Regions from separate parts of the Rattus norvegicus genome. Here regions 2 and 3 are each linked to region 1. The links are chromatin contacts, called in public Hi-C maps. All regions are on one chromosome and are shown on one strand. The core of a region is the stretch at or near the end of the contact, and the rest is flanking DNA. Distances in the headings are between cores, read along the strand shown. Region 1 holds the start of Myoz1 (myozenin 1). Region 2 holds the start of Mss51 (MSS51 mitochondrial translational activator). Region 3 overlaps Cfap70 (cilia and flagella associated protein 70).

What was found. A called contact is a pair of places that touch in the nucleus more often than the background predicts.
Region 2: a Hi-C map of psoas muscle shows a contact between it and region 1, with 2.7 times the contacts expected there. The contact joins the promoter of Mss51 here to the promoter of Myoz1 in region 1. A contact is called at or near these places in 3 of 12 Hi-C or Micro-C datasets (Schwann cells, hepatocytes and psoas muscle).
Region 3: a Hi-C map of psoas muscle shows a contact between it and region 1, with 3 times the contacts expected there. The contact joins the enhancer-like site here to the promoter of Myoz1 in region 1. A contact is called at or near these places in 2 of 12 Hi-C or Micro-C datasets (mammary epithelial cells and psoas muscle).

The regions. Positions count from the first base shown.
Region 1 is chr15:3,692,354-3,695,053 of GRCr8, reverse strand. It overlaps Myoz1 (myozenin 1), which reads right to left and starts at 1,441. Exons shown (of 6, transcript NM_001109097.1): 1 at 1,378-1,441; 2 at 214-304. The coding sequence starts at 286.
Region 2 is chr15:3,855,351-3,858,050 of GRCr8, reverse strand. It overlaps Mss51 (MSS51 mitochondrial translational activator), which reads right to left and starts at 1,307. Exons shown (of 7, transcript NM_001106025.1): 1 at 1,262-1,307. It overlaps LOC102554047 (60S ribosomal protein L15-like), which reads left to right. Exons shown (of 1, transcript XM_039093719.2): 1 at 1-1,272.
Region 3 is chr15:3,922,981-3,925,680 of GRCr8, reverse strand. Cfap70 (cilia and flagella associated protein 70) reads right to left here. Exons shown (of 29, transcript NM_001108370.2): 9 at 803-902. Among named protein-coding and RNA genes, the nearest start is that of Cfap70, 23 kb to the right of the region's middle. Within about 2 kb of position 1,415, at least 3 of the 93 cell types and tissues checked have an H3K27ac peak or open chromatin away from gene starts, as enhancers often do.

The DNA.
Region 1 (2,700 bases), core at 192-2,691:
GCCTGGAGGCCACAGAGGGAATTCTGGTTCTTCCTGTCTCTTCCTCCTTGCTCTTCTTACCTCTCCCATCACCCCATCTCCCACACCCTCCACAGCTGCCATTCTTCTTGTCTTTTTCACTCTGACTTATAACCGGTCTTACATCATTTCTGCAGCTCTTGATTCAGGGATGCTCTTAAAAATCCTACATTTGGGCGCTCAAGCACGCCCTACCTCCAGTGAGCTCCATAATCAGTTTGCTTGACTTCCTCCTCTTGTTAGGGGCCGGGGTTCCCGAGAGCGGCATGGTGGAGGGGGATTTGACCTGGAAGGAGCAGGAAGCAGGCTTGAAAAAAGACAGGAAAGGGGAAAACAAGCATGTTCACTACAGTGAACTACTTAACTTGGGGTCGAGGACAAATTTTCTTCAGAGTTTTTCCCATGTGTTCATGTTTGCATGCGTGCATGTGTTTTCACAGTGATCTGTATCCCCAGAAGGTAAACGGCCAAGACTTCTGTTTTCTTTGGAAGCAGGACAGGAGGCGGAACTGCACCCCTTTCCTTACGTCTTACCGACCGGCTATGTTCGCTTTCCATAACTCCTGTATGGGCATCGGAAACACAGCTATGGCCGAAGGGGGTTCAAATACAACACTGGCAAAGCAATGCACTCAGGCTTCTTGGGCCTGGCATGATTTAAAGTCCTTGTTTGTGTTGGGATAGCAGGCTACAACTATGGCTCCAGACTCTGGTCTCCTGCTCAGGCTTCCATCAAGGTCTAAGGGGGTAGAGAAATGTTCTGCTAGTATTGAGGAGACTCAGCCAAACCCTTCTCCATAGGAAGGAGAAGCTGTTCTTCCAGGAAGCCAACTGGAACATGGCCCGAGAGGTCATGGGTGTGTTCCTTGCTTCTTCAGGCAACTCCTACCCCAAGCTGCAGAGCTGGGCCTGAGAGCAAGCTGAGGGCGTTTGAGCTGGGACAGATGTCAGCTCAGCAATATCATGCATGGGGGTAGAGAATTGTAGGAGGACAGAAACACAGGAATGAGATCTGGCTGTGGGTGGGGACAAGGTAGAAAAAGACACACAGTCCAGTCTCTCCCTAACAGTCCTGCTGTTTTCTGTGGTGTTCTGTCACACAAACACAACGACACTCTACCAACCTAGTGGCATCTCAAACTACCCCTCCCCATCTGTCAGGTACCTCCCCACACATCTTAATTCCTCCCAACTCCTCAGGTCCCTTTCTTTCCAACTCTGCAGCTCCAACTGGACCACCAGCAGCTGAGCAGAGATGAGAAGAGAGACCACTCCCTGAGGACGAAGAATCACGATTGCAAACATGGAGGTCACAAAAGTGGGCTCCAGCCCCTTCCTGTGGTAGAACCACAGACTTACCAGCCTCTCAGTTGGTGGTCAGCTCTCCCTGGGGTCCAGCAGCTTTGGATGACTGAGCTGCTGTGACTGGAGAACCTGAGCTGGGCAAGCGTAGGGGCAGCCCTGGCAGTGGGGGAGGGAGGGAGGGAGGGGGGTGGTTATTAATAGAGTCGATGAGCACAAGCAGCTCAAATGGCACAAACGGGGGCACTGAGACCCTGAGCCGGGATCCTGCCCTCCTTGCCTGAGGTTCAGGAAGAGGGAAGGCCTATGAAAATTCCCAGCAGACCGTCTGACCAGGGTTCAGTCAGCCGAAGCGGTGTGCTTCTTCCCCTTTGCCTTGAGATCCAAAGAAGCATCTCAGGAGGCAATGGACAGCAGAGGCAGAAAGAAAGGGAGCAGACAGTTAGTGCTGGGTAAGAATTAAGAGTAGGTATAGGGAAAAACAAAAAACGAAACAGAAAACATGATTTGTGGGCCACTCAGGCCATTCCAGACCGGGGCTGGAGGGACCCATGAGTGTATTCAGAGCTGGGAGGGATTGAGGCCCTACACTGAAGATAAGATGGAAATTTTCACAGCGGCATTGCTTCTAAACTTCCCGAATAGGTCGACTTTCTGTCTGAGAGCGTTAGATCTTGACCTGGTGAGGGGCCACCTTAGTCAACCCCAGTGCAGATGATGTGATGGAAGCCTATTAACCCCACTCCTTGTCTTTCCTCTCAGTACAGCTGTTCTCAACATGCGGGGCCTGACCTTCTAGGGCTGGACAACCCTTTCACAGGGTCAGATATCAGATATTTACATTACAATTCATAACAGTAGCAAAATAAGTTAGGAGGTAGCAACAAAATAATTTTATGGGGCTGGAGAGATGGCTCAGTGGGTTAAGAGCACTTACTGCTCTTCCAGAGGTTCTGAGTTCAATTCCCAGCAAGGACATGGTGGCTCACAACCATCTGTAATGGGGTCTGATACCCTCTTCTGGTGTGTCTCAAAACAGCTACAGTGGGCTGGAGAGATGGCTCAGCGGTTAAGAGCACTGTGTGGTCTTCCAAAGGTCCTGAGTTCAAATCCCAGTAACCACATGGTGGCTCACAACCATCTATAATGAGATCTGGTGCCCTCTTCTGGTATTCTTAATCAAATAAATAAATAAATCTTAAAAAAAAACCCAGCTACAGTGTACTTATATAAATTAAATAATTATAAAAAGAATTTTTAACTATGCCAGGCATGGTGGTGCATACCTTTAATCCCAACACTTGAGAGGTAGAGACAGTGGATCCCTGAGTTCCAGGCTAGCCTGCTGCTGTACAGAGTCAGTTCCAAGACAGCCAGGGC
Region 2 (2,700 bases), core at 58-2,557, 160 kb before region 1:
GGCAAAAGCTCTCTGTACCCTCTGTCCCTAACACCAGTAAGGACATGGACCTACTGTTCCAAAGAGAAGATTCTCTGTCTTCATACTTCTGCGCCCCATTTCCAAGAACTGACTTGGTTGTGCCTCTAATTTATCCTTCCTTCCATGATGCTAGGCCTGTAACAAGTAGTCTGCCACTAAGCAAAACTCCCAGTCCACCGACCATCACTTTTGTTTATTTAGAGACAGGGTTTGATTAGTCCAGGCAGGCCCTGAACTGTGTAGCTGAAGGTGGGCCATAAACTTCGGTGTATTTAGGAGAGCAGGATATAACCAGACAGAAATCAAGAGCAGTGCACCACTTGAAGGAAAAGGAGGTTCTGGTGAGTCCCTAATATCACAAACTGCTCTATATTCAGAGCATACTGATGACCTAAGTTATGACTACCAGCTTGCTGACAGGAAGGTGAGATTATAGGAATGACAAGTCAGGTTTTATACGTGTGTGTGTGTGCGTGTGTGTGTGTGTGTGTGTGTGTGTGTGTGTGTGCACGAGAACGCATGTACGCACAATCGATTCTGAATATGCCTATCACAGACCCACACCCTGATTTAGCTTTCCCAGAATCCCAAGCTCCTCTAAGTTTCAAGGGGTACAAACTGAGAAAAAGCAAAGGGGGAAAGGGGAGACCCAGAGGACATGGAAGGGTGAAACCAGAAAGAGCTTTGGTAAGCACTCAGAACTCCAGAGAATTCAGCCTACCTCAAGCCATCCCTGATGACTTAGAGCAAACACTCTTACCCTTATCTCCAAAGCCTAACCGAAAACATTCACCTATGCGGAACAGCACATTTCCCTCTTTCCCCTTCCTCATTAACAAAGTCCTGTATTTCACATAAGATACAGCCACATCGCACTGTCTCCAGACTGCAGTTTCTCAAATCCATCAGCAAAAACAAAACATCTTTTGGATGGTGGAAGGAAGACATGGGGAAGCAGAACTGGTCACTTGGATCCTTGAACAGGGTAGGAGAAGGTTGGCAATGGTAATGAGCACTTGTTCCGGGACTCGGGAAGCTGAGGCAGTCTGGAGAGTGTCTCAAAAACCAAAGAAAACCCCCAATGTGGGGAGAAGGTAGGGGTGGGGATCGAGTACATTGAGAAACTGCTACTCTGACCACATTAGCTGCTTAGTCAGTGATTAACACTCCCTCAAGTGATAAATACTTTACAGAATTATAAAATGAACTAAGTCGACAGATTGATGGGAAAGTAACTTACCTGTTAAGCCCTAGGCTTGCTTCCTTCTTTCCTCCAAGTGAAGTGAGTGTTTCATCTCTTCAGGTCTAGGCTGTCTCACTTGCAGCTGTCCATTCAAATCACTTCTTCTGCAAACTGCTGAAATGCTGGGTCTCGGTGACTAACATGTGCCCTGCCAACCAGACAGACAGGGATGAATTCTCCCTAACGAGACAAGCCAGGACCAGGACACCTGCTTGAGTTTTCTCTCTGACCCTTATCCTCTGCCAAGAGGGCTCAAGACTGTGTCAACACTCAGCTCACCGAAGCCAGGCAAGCCAAGGAAAGATGAAACCTACCATTTCCTGGATGTCTCTCAAGGCAGCATTTCTGCTCTCACTTTACAGCTTCATTAGGAGGGGGAAACCCCTTGGGATTAATTAGGGAATCAGTATTTCGCTGGAAAGACAGACACCAAACCAGAGGAAAGGAACCACTGGAAAATGTGGACGTCAATCTAGACACAGGACGAGTTCTCCACACTTGAGAACTTTTTAGCTTCACACACTTGTCAAATAGAATCCAACAATGTCCAAACTAGGATCAAGTACAAATATAATTACCCCCCAAAAGGCAGAAGAGTGGCATTTAATGGTGCAAGGAACTCAACTATAGAAAAAAAAAAAAAAAAGAACTACTTTGTAAAAAAAAAAACAAAAAACCAATCACTTCACCGGTACATAAGGTATTCTCAAAGGACATTCTACATGACGGTTTCAAAAGAAAGAAATGCTTCTGAAATATCAAAATAACTGAGACCAATTTTAAGCTACTGAGTAAAAGTACGTACTATTTATAGGGATGGAAAACGATTATCTTTTCACTCCTGGTAACGGATGCTGCTGCTACAGAAGGTTCCATCACACTTCCTAACTCCTTTCCACTTGTAACTATGGAGCTGGAGAACCTAACAGCTGACATCTGGACAGAGATCCGGCACCTCCTCCCCCTCCCCACTTTTTTTGTTTTAACTTGCATTTGACCTCAGCTGTCACACTTACCTGACTCTGGAAAATAGAACTTCTGACAATGGGGGTCCTCGAAGGTAGTATACAATTTTACAAAATTCTGTCACCAAGAAAGGATTCCAAAGAATAGAAAACAGGAACAATAAACAAGGAGTCAATGAAACATTGCACAATGCCATATAGAGTAACTGTAAACAAAGGGAATCAGTTATAATATTAAAAAACCGATTAAAGAGTTTATTACTGTGATAAAGATTTCAGGTCAACTTCAAACAAAAGGAACTTCAAAATGAAATGACAGCCGTCCGCGAGGCTGAATTCTGTTACTGAGGACTGAACTCCAGAAGGTGTATGAAAGCATAAACCGACTCAGTGTCATCTTTTGGAAACAGAGGATAGTAACAGGAGAACGAAAATTGATAGTGGATATTTCTATTTTAGTGTCACTACTTA
Region 3 (2,700 bases), core at 166-2,665, 230 kb before region 1:
TTCCACCCTGACCAGTAGTGAATAAGGCTGCCTTTTGTTTGTTATGGTGGTAACATTTTCGTTATACCAAAGAGCCTTTTCAAAGCCAAGTCAAATGACTTAGATGCTTGCTGAGGGCTGGCTGTGAGTTGTGTGATGTGCTAGGTTTGTGCAGACTATAAAAGCGGACAATAAAAGACTGAATGACCCTTACCCTCATGGAATTTATACACAAGGAGTAAGGGTGCAACATAGACAGGGAAAGCAATATGGAACATGTTCCAGGCTCACAAAACCCTGTCTTTCCAAAGCCTTGGTTTAATCTATTAATCCTATTACAGTAACATGCAGTCTAGCACATCTGCAGGTAAGCCTAAGTTAATTAGATTGAGCTGAATCACTCATTTTGACCTAGATAAAAATGATTGTTTCTTATGGTACCTCTGGTAAGACAATAAGGCAGGGTCAGGGGAAATCAGTATCTGAAAATACTGAGCAACAGGGGACTTCTGTGGCCAACCAATCATCCTGGGTTCCCTGGGAACTGAGCGGTCAGTACATCAGGACCCCAAAAAAGTCCTAGGCAAAGAACCACAAATGGGTCACATAGGGGAAACAGCCACATAAAACTGGATTAGACACAGAATAACAGATTTGACTTGATAGGTCACTTCTAATTATAAAACTTGAGGGGAAGGCTCTGTGTCTAGGCTGCTCTCCAACTCCGGATCTAATATGATCCTTGTCTCAGTCTCCCAGTGCCGGGAACCATGGCAGAAGCCACCACACCCTATCGTTTTATTTTAGGGATCCACATGTTTACCTTCTCAAGTTTGCCTGGCTTGGCTTTGGGTACAACGATCAAAGGCACTCTTGTGATCTCCACGGGCCAGAGTCGGCAATCAGCAATTCGCTTCTGAAAACTGCAAATTAAAAATCAGACCATCAGCACTATCTGCAAACGCAAATGGCACAGCTTAAAAGGAAACATTCTTTTCTAGGAAATTATGAGTAAAATGAGCTGGGGATATGGCCCAGTTGGTCAAGTGAGTGTTTCTCTAGAAAGTAATGGAATACGTGTGGGGTGTGTGTGTGTGTGTGTGTGTGTGTGTGTGTGTGAGTATGTGCATGAGAGACACACAAAGACAAGGACAGAGAGACAGAGAATGTCTGTCTTAATAGGCAGACGGGTTTATGTTTGTTTGAGAGACTAGGATAGCCCCGCTTGGTTTCAAACTTAGAACCCTTCTATTTTAAGCTCCTGGAAACCTGATTAGAGATGCCCACCACCATGCCTGCCTACACTGCTGATTTAAATTGTTTTATTATTTTGAATCATGTGCATGTATATGCATGTTTCTGTGCATGTCAGTGCAGTGCCTGGGGGTGGCACTGAATGCCCTAAGTCTGGAGCTCCTGGCACTTTCAAGCTGTCTGATGTGGGTGGTAGAACTGATCCAGTGTCCCCTGGCAGCACAGACAGTCATAATAGCTCAACCACTTCTCCAGCCCAGCTGGTTGATTTTTAGAAAACCTTCCTAGGTTTATAGATTTATAAAAATAATTTTTAAAATGCTAACAATCTCAAAAAATACATCTTTAAGTGCCATATGGCAACCTAAGCTCAACAGGAGGCTAACACAAGAGGATCACAAGTTTGAGGGCTGCACAGTGAGCTCCAGGCCAGTCTGGGATACATAGCAAGGCCCTGTCTCAAAACCAAACAAACACCGGGGAGGTGTGGGGTGGTGGTGCATGCCTTTAATCTTAGCACTGCTGGACAGGAGCTGGATTTCAGACAGCCTAGCCTCATCTACACAGGGAGATCCTATCTAAATAAACAAAACACTGAAAATTGGCCAGTATAGTACCAGGAAATAAAAACTAAATTTTGACAAATTTTTTGAAACTAAGAGTTGAAAATTTCCAGGGAACCCAGATATAAGGGCTACCTGTTCTAAGGGTCGGCGCCCTGCAGGAGGGAAACCTCATGCTTCAAGGAGGGATGGAGAGTAAATGGTTTGAAATACTCCCCAGTGGCCAGTGTTGTTTGTTTGTTTGTTTGTTTGTTTGTTTGTTTGAGGCAGGATCTCACTATGTAGCCCTGGTTGACCTGGAACTTTCTGGGTAGAACAGGCTGGTCTCGAGCTCACAGATCAAGTTCCGTGAGGTTAAATTATCTCCGATCATGGACCCTGGATGAGTGGCAGGTCCTGCACTCCTGAAGCTTCCACTGTGTCGTTACACCTCACCAAACGTGCCCACTAACCAGTCTCACTACAGCTGCCCTGCAAAAGGAGAAGTAACGTTTTTTTCTCAGACAGGAAACCAGCCAGCAGCCCTGACCGGTGAGGAAAGGCTCTACATGTGTGTTAATGAGCAGACAGAAAGTGCTAAAGGTTACAGAGAAACAAAATACTGAGTCGTAAGTTCAAATCCATAGAACACGAGGAAAACGCCCAAACATTTAATTAAAGTAAAACAACTAAAACTTTGTCTTATTCTTTTTTTTTTCTTTTTTTTCTTTTTTTTCGGAGCTGGGGACCAAACCCAGGGCCTTGCGCTTGCTAGGCAAGCGCTCTACCACTGAGCTAAATCCCCAACCCCACTTTGTCTTATTCTTAATTGATCTAATGGATTAGTATGTGCTCAAATTAACGTGAGCAACAGTTTATCCTCAGCAAAATCAAGTCCATCAGCATGTGAAAGGAATTACATGTG